Linked DNA regions of Mus musculus: region 1 is linked to region 2. A link is a contact called in public HiChIP or PLAC-seq data. All regions are on one chromosome and are shown on one strand. The core of a region is the stretch at or near the end of the contact, and the rest is flanking DNA. Distances in the headings are between cores, read along the strand shown. Region 1 overlaps Tenm3 (teneurin transmembrane protein 3). Region 2 has its middle 27 kb from the start of Gm32194.

The links. HiChIP or PLAC-seq counts read pairs in DNA pulled down with a chosen protein or histone mark.
Region 1: an H3K4me3 HiChIP or PLAC-seq map of embryonic basal ganglia shows a contact between it and region 2, with 3 times the contacts expected there. The contact joins two enhancer-like sites. A contact is called at or near these places in 1 of 15 datasets of contacts at CTCF or cohesin (the NIH/3T3 cell line), 2 of 115 datasets of contacts at active chromatin or transcription factors (embryonic basal ganglia and embryonic stem cells) and 1 of 9 other capture datasets (embryonic stem cells).

Annotation. Positions count from the first base shown.
Region 1 is chr8:48,507,901-48,511,510 of GRCm38.p6, reverse strand. All of the region lies in intron 2 of Tenm3 (teneurin transmembrane protein 3), which reads left to right. Among named protein-coding and RNA genes, the nearest start is that of Gm39178, 150 kb to the left of the region's middle. Within about 2 kb of position 2,275, at least 48 of the 459 cell types and tissues checked have an H3K27ac peak or open chromatin away from gene starts, as enhancers often do. A contact at or near this core is called in embryonic basal ganglia, where this site is marked.
Region 2 is chr8:48,177,130-48,181,151 of GRCm38.p6, reverse strand. No RefSeq gene overlaps it. Among named protein-coding and RNA genes, the nearest start is that of Gm32194, 27 kb to the left of the region's middle. Within about 2 kb of position 1,596, at least 20 of the 459 cell types and tissues checked have an H3K27ac peak or open chromatin away from gene starts, as enhancers often do. A contact at or near this core is called in embryonic basal ganglia, where this site is marked.

The DNA.
Region 1 (3,610 bases), core at 1,026-3,525, 330 kb before region 2:
TTGGGATAAAGGAAGTCATATTCACGTCAGTCAGGAATCTTCAGCTACAGTCTCCTGGTTCTATCTTAAGAATCTCTCAGTTTCGTTTCGTGAGAATCCTAAGCCTCCGGAAGCCTGCAGCCATGCTATTTTTAGAAATAGCCGTAGTAGCTCCTCTCCATCAGTGCACACTTGTTCCTATTCTGAACTCCGTATCTGTGCCAAATCTTCAGAGAGATTACTGGAAGTTTGGCGCTCTGACTGCTGAATCAGTCAGAAATGAATGTTGAAGTCTGCCGGTGAACGAGTTACACTGAGTTACCGCACGCGGCACCAATGCTACCCGCTTTGGTACTGCTTGTTCAACTCTCAAGAGGAATTGACAATATCCAAATACCGCGTGCTTACTAATTTTTTATTTATTATTTGTGATGGGCTTTTTTTTAAAAAATTAGATCAAAAGCCAAATTATCTGCAGATGATACTTCAAGGCTTGGCGTTTTATCTTCTCAAGAAAAAGATGGGCAGAGAGCCTCGTGGTTTCTAATATATGATGTCCTATGGAAGACATTTTTTTCCTTCTAAGGAAGGGTAGTTATTAGAAGGAAGGCAGTTCCTTCTCTATGTGAACATCGTAGACAACATCATGTCTTTACAAATTGGAAGCCCCAGATCCACCAACTACCGAACCTTTCCTGTGTCTGCTTTGACTGTCTAGCAGTTGGTATGTGCCTCTGCGGTACCAGCGTCCTGTTCTGTGAACTGGCCACAGTGTGTGTGTGTGTGTGTGTGTGTGTGTGTGTGTGTGTGTGTGTGTGTAGCATGGACTTCTTGTGTAAAATAGAAAGAACACTCTGAGTAACATTAAGAGACTATGAAGTCAAGGCCAGGCATCAGCCAATGAGTTGTTTGAGCAATGTTATAAAGTGTTACCGTTCTGTGTCTTCCGGGTTTCATCTCGTTGGGAGGCTCTGCCAGGATGACCTAGGACGGAGCCCAATGACAGTGACTCGCTGTAAGAATTCAGAACATGCCTCGTGCTGAATAAAGCGGGATTGTAAAAATCCTCTCAGAACGACATCTGAAATAGCATTAAAACGCAATTTCCTTAGGTGAGGCTTTAAGGCACTCCAATGAGAAGTGATAGCCCTCCGAGCGAGACGGTGTCAGCATTATGGGATGGATGTTGTGTTGCTCGTGACTGACACTAATCCATTAAGGGTGTGAGGGTCATTTATTTTCCTCATGAAGTCATTAAATACCATTCTTGATTTCTGTTCAGTCAGTTAGATTGTACCTCTCTGCTTTATGATCATTATATACATTAACACTGTCTTGGTTTCATGCACTTTAAACCATAGATATTATCACATTTGGAGTTTAATATAAAGAAATAGTGTATATAATTCGACGTGAAATAAAGCCAATTGTGAAAAATTCTATAGTTGGTTCATTAACACAGAATTATGTTGATGTAGAATTATAAAATTAATAAAACTGGAATGCGAATGCGTGTCCATCCAAGATTTCCCCACTGTGACTGTTATCTTAATAACTAGTCATATTTCTCTCTGTTGCTTGGTACATAGGTATCGTGCTCTCCCATTTTAAAATTTTTCAAACTGGGGAGGGAAACATAGACATTCTTATATGATGCTCTCTTATAGAGACATAAATATTAGGCTAGTCTTTGCTATATTTTCCATTTTATGTTCAATGGCTTCTTGAAATTATGTAGAATTGATGTTTCTGCATTGGTGGTTAGTATAACCGATGTCAAAAGTTAGAAAACCATAAAGAAGTGTGTGTATGTGTGTGTGTGTGTGTGGTTGAAGGTATGTCTTAACACTAGAAGGAATTATTCATTAATCTTTGTGCTTTGGCTGTGTTTTAAATTATTTCCCTTAACCTATCCTTTCGGAATTTGGGTAGAAATGAGCAGTATCCAACAGTGCCACGGGGGAGACTAGCTGGGGAGAGCTTCCAATGGGAACTCCGGAAGCTGTGCGGTAGAACCAAGAGGAAGCCTGTTCATTACGGCAGCCTCCTCAGAGCCGCGTGCTCAGCACTCTTCCATAGGCTCCTTGTGGTCCTCATTGACGGAAGCCTGAGCAAAGCCGTGATCTTAATGAATGATGACAAGCCCTTTGCCTGTCCGGCAGACGTTCCCGCCCTGGTCCTTTAAGACGAAAACCTAATGGAAGACGCTCAGATGGACCAGCTCTCTGACGATACCCCTTAAGTGCTCACCCTTTTCCGATGTGAATATTCAGAGAGCCGTGAAGCTGCAAGGGGCAGCATTTAATACCGTCTTTCTCATAATGCCTGAATAATTTTCCCAGAGTCTGATCGTTGCAGCTGCAGTGAGCGTGGTTATTTGTTTATTCTTCACCTTAGTCCTGGTGGAATGCTGACCTAGCTCATCTCCAGGGCTCCTGGGGAAAGCGATTTCATATTCATAGCTCTGGTGGGTTCTTTCAAACAAACAGAAAACTGAAGCAAGCGATAGCCATTTTCCTAACAGAGAAATGGGGAGGGGGTCGAGGGGGGAAGAGCTGGTTCTGCAGTTGCCTTTTAAACTCGAGGCCCCAAATAATTTTATTAATGAAGAATTGATTTGAAAAAAATGAAGACGGTCTTAACATATTTTTAATGGTTATCTGTGAGAGGGAGTGCTGAAGCATGGGCTGTCGTGGTGAATTATAGAATGTTTTTGAGATTTCCCTCTGGTGACGTTGCTCATTATGTTAAACAGCCCGGCTTCTAAGCTACTGTAGTTTCCGTTTTATGTGTATTGGCCTTCATTTGCTGAAATGCTTCAAGTTCACAGTACTAAAGTCATTTTGAAAACGGGATGTAATTACAAAGGTATCTTATGCTTACCAACAGCTTTTTTGGATCAATTTAATTATCATTACTTGTGGATACTGTAAATTGAATATCCCTTCCCTAATTACATTAAACTCAGGGGTTAGCAGCTTAAACATCTAAATGAGAAAAGTTCAACCTTTGCTATAAATAGGAGAATTGTTCTCTTATTTAGCCTGACCTCAGAAGCTAAAAGCATTCTGCATGATATTGTCAGGTGAGTGTTATAAAGACAGTCCGTAATGAGATCTGTAATGAGGAGCTAAGGTATAATGGCCTTTGGAAAAAGTTAATTTATTCAGCATTTCCTTACTGCGTGGCAGAATGGAAGTTTGTGTGTCCAGACCCTTTTTTAAAGGGGCCACTCACAGGCTGCTCCGTTTACTCTGGCCTGCCAGTAGTTTGAAGTGGTTTAATATTACCGTTCCAGCTTAATGGAAACCACCATTAAAGCAGTGGGTTAGTTCTGCCCTTTTAAATAGGGCTAATTTATTTAGGGCCTTGGAGTGTTGTTTTCCTGTTTCCGTCTCCCTCCCTCTCTTCTACATAAATGATACACAGGAATTTATTCAAACCATTTTACAGGGTACATTTTTTTCTCAGAGTACATTTTTCTAAAGGGGGAAAATAACTATAACTATAGAGTCTTCAAAACAGGAAGTAGTGTGTGCACCTGTGAACCTGTGAGCACCTGTGTGCATGTGTTTGCGTGCATGTATGTGTGTGTGTGCCTGTGCCTGTGGTGTGTAAGCATGTGTATACT
Region 2 (4,022 bases), core at 347-2,846:
TTCCTCCCATATCCTTAGTGTGTCCTCAGATGAATCAGTTCTCCTGGGGGATGGTCTCCTAGCCAGACCCAGCAGGATTAACTCTTAAGGAAGAAGACAACAGCCAGGTGTGCCTGACTCACTATAAAAGGGGCAGCTTGCCCCCTCCTCGCTCTCTTGCTCTCTCCTCTTGTTCCTGCTCCTTACCCCTTCTCTCCTCCCATTCCCTTTCCCCACTTTCTCTCCACATGCTCATGGCCAGCCTCTCCTCCTCTCTCTCTGTCTCTTTCTCTGCCTTTCTCTCAACCCATGCCCTGTCTCTTCCTCTCCCCATGCCCTAAATACACTCTATTATATACCATATGGCTGGGTCCCTCAGTGGGAAGGGATGCCTTGAAAGAACCTAGTGGGGAAACTCCCACTCAATTCCTGATTCGGCGTGCACCCAAGAATCAGGAACAGAACAGAACGCCTTGATGTAAAAACACGAGGTAGTTTAATGGCAGAGTTCCGGGTTGAAACGTATCTCACACAGGAGACAGTGGTTTTGACCACGAGGCTTGGAAGCTAGAGGTTTTTATAGAAAAGGGGCTGGGACTGGGGGAGGAATTGGTTTCACATGATTGCTTCATTTAAACATTAGCAGACTGTACATGCAGATAACATTTAACTTAGGTCAGAAGGGCGGGAGATAGGGAGCCGCCGGGCCAGTCCGTACATGTCATTCTCTTTATCTTTATGGCCAAGCAGCCTCAGGAATGTCTTAACGACCGGCCTGCTCCGGCATGTCCTGGCCTGTTCTGCTATGTTCTCAGCCCCAGGTTTCAAAGCTTACAAACTCTTTGGGCTATTTGACATAAATTACATGAATCACAGGTCTCAAGTTTTATTTTCTTTCAGCCTCAGCAGAGACACCCCTTTCCTCCACACTTTACCACACGTCCGCCCACCAAACAAATTCTTTCTCTCCTTATCTTTTTATAAAACACAACAAGAGGTGTTCCACTATTTTGGCCAAGGGGCCTGCCAAGTGGTGACATTGCCAAGGAAACTGGAGGCAGAGCCCAAAAGTCTATTATGATAGAGGAGCGCATCCTGAAAGACCTCCAAAGGCTACTGTGACAACTCTTCTGCCAGCCCAATATTTAAGAATGTAACTAGAGCCGGGCGTGGTCGCACACGCCTTTAATCCCAGCACTCGGGAGGCAGAGGCAGGTGGATTTGTGAGTTCGAGGGCAGCCTGGTCTACAAAGTGAGTTCCAGGACAGCCAGGACTATACAGAGAAACCCTGTCTCAAAAAACAAACAAACAAACAAACAAAAAAATAAATAAATAAAAAAGAATGTAACCAGGAAGCATCCTGTAAGAGCATCCTGTACTCTCCTCCAAGTCTCTACCAATGTTGTTGGAAAATGCCTTGATTTATGAATTTCCTTTGTCCAGAGACTATGAAAGCCCATATACCTGCTGTCACGTTTGACTGTGTCTTTCAGGGCAACTGAAATACGGTCCCTGAGCCACTTATACTTGGCTCAGGCTAAGCCATCCCCTATTCCTTTGGAGGTGGGAGCTACATTTTGTGTCCACAAGAGAGAAGAGGAAGAAGTCGAAGGCATCTGAGCTTTCTGCCCATCTGGTCCCCAAGTCACAGCCTTTATGAAAAGCAACACAAGTGTTTTTGAGTCTCAATACTGCTTGTGTCGAAACCAAAGTCACCAGTTCAGATTTCCCAAGGAGTCCTGCTGTCTACAAGGGAGATCTAATCGCTCCTATTTTATTTCTACTCCAGCATCAAATAAACATTTTTATCCCACAAATTTATGGGAAAGCAGTTCTCCCCCTGATATGTGCATGCTAATGCACTTCCTGCCCTGCCAGTGTTTGCAAAAAGCATTCTCAGCCTTTGACAGGTAGGAAATTTGCATTTCCATTAGTGGGGCCTTTGTCAATTGTGAGTGGTAAAAGCCCCAGAAGAATAGGGAAGGGGAAAATGTATTGTGCTTTAAAAAAGGAGACTTTATTGCACGGTTCAAGGCGAGGCACAGAAGACAAAGCCCTGCCCTGCTGAGTAGACTGCTGCAAACCCCACCATCGGAGAACTTAGGAAGGCCCGTGCCTGTCACAGGACAAGCAGAGGGGAGGAGAGTCTAAATGTGACTTTACTGGTTCACCATTCCCTTTGTCGAACATTAAAATCACACACTTGACAGAGGATGACAGGGGAGTGTGGTACTACTAGTCCAGAACAAGTGTTTCTTGTCCCTGCCCCATTAGCTACAGCTATAATCCTCACATTTCAAATTCCTCCTGTTTGGCCACAGTAACTCCGCCAGGGCTGGGGGTTTGATTTGTGTACGCAATTTGTTTTCCTCTTTATGTTGATACAGTCAAGACGCTCAAGAGAAACAAAAGCTCACAAATCCACAGCAGCAAAAAGAATGATGCATACCGTGCTGCTCTGTTTGTTATCTTACTTGTCCTCCAAACTCTGTCCAGAACTCCTCGAAACACTTCCAGTTAAGAAACTCAGAGGCAGCACTCAGTACTGGGGGTAAGGACACACAAGAGAAGATGCTACTGAGACCTGGGACAGAATGAAAACAGGATTTCCATGAGGAACAAGCATATACCAAGAGGGGACCTGAAGCATTGGGGGACTCCCTCCAGGAGACCCCAAGCCTTTCCAGAGTCACCACAGAGTTCCTTAAAGTACCAGTTGCAGAGAAGAAAGATGGCCACAGGCCTTAAGCAATGAACAGAGGGCACACACTTTTTAGCAGTGGGGCAAAAACCAGTCTCACCTTTCTAGGCACAGAGTTTGTTCCATAGATAGCTGTTTCTCCTGTGATGATCCATGATTCAACCACGAATGATACCCTGGACTTAAATAGTATGCAAAAGCAAAGAGCGTTTATTCTGCAGAAGTTCAGCATGCTCTACCATCTTCCAAGATGGAGGTGCCCCAGTGAGCTCACAGGCCCAATTTAAAGCACATTAGGGGAATTCTAGGGAAGGGTAAGTGACCTCTATCTTAATCTGTTGGCTCTATCTCTAGGGACATTCCAGAAACATTGCTGGGGTGTGGGGGACTGGAAACTGTTGCTGGGGCAGTCTGAAAACTGTTGTTGACCCTTTGCCCTTGACTCAGGACAGGGGGAGGAGCAGCTTCAGATGGCAGGGCAGTTTCTGATGGGCTGCCTGAGGCCTGGGTGTAGTAGTAGTTGTTGTTGTTGCTGCTGCTGCTGCTGCTGCTGCTGCTGCTGCTGTTGTTGTTGTTGTTGTTGTTGTTGTTGTTATTTTCCAGTAACTGACTTGCCTGGAGTTGCCTGAACTTGCCCATTCTGGAAACAGAGATTTATACCTAGCCTCCTGAACTGCCAAGTTGAAGCCTGTTATGGAGTCAGCCTAGCCCATCTCACTTCTTGCTACACCCCTCGCCTATTTTTAACAGATACTATTTGAGTAACTCCTCTATGCCAGACACTGAGGGTACAAAGGCACAGATTGGGCCAGATCCCCTTGATAGTGGATGCTAGGCAGAAAGGACGGGAATGAAATGGCCCTCTGTGGCCATCTGCTCCCCATTTGGAACACTTGATTATCAATATGTCAACTCTCTGTGAGACAAATGGCGTGATCAGTGGTCAGCAACACTCTGGTACACAGGGAAATGATTGTTATTAAGGAGGCAGATTTCAAGCAGCATAATGGGAAATCTCCACGCTGCTTGTACCTCATTTCTATCACTGATCTTCCACAGCTAGATTAAAAAAAATTTTTTTTAAAGTGCTGCTTGCCTGTAAGGGATGAAGATCCAAAGTCTGCTTGTAAGCAGCTGCAAGGTCAAGGGTGAACCAGTAGCAGTGGCTTTAAATGGACCCTAATCCTGTAAAGGATAAAGGCTGGGAAGATAGACCCCCCAGTTAAGGTGTGCAAGCTTGAGGACTGGAGTTCAGATCCTTGGAAACCTACAAAAATGCCAGGGTGTGGGGCATGGCCTATAATTCCAGCCTGAGAAGGCAGGGACAGGGGATCCCCAGAA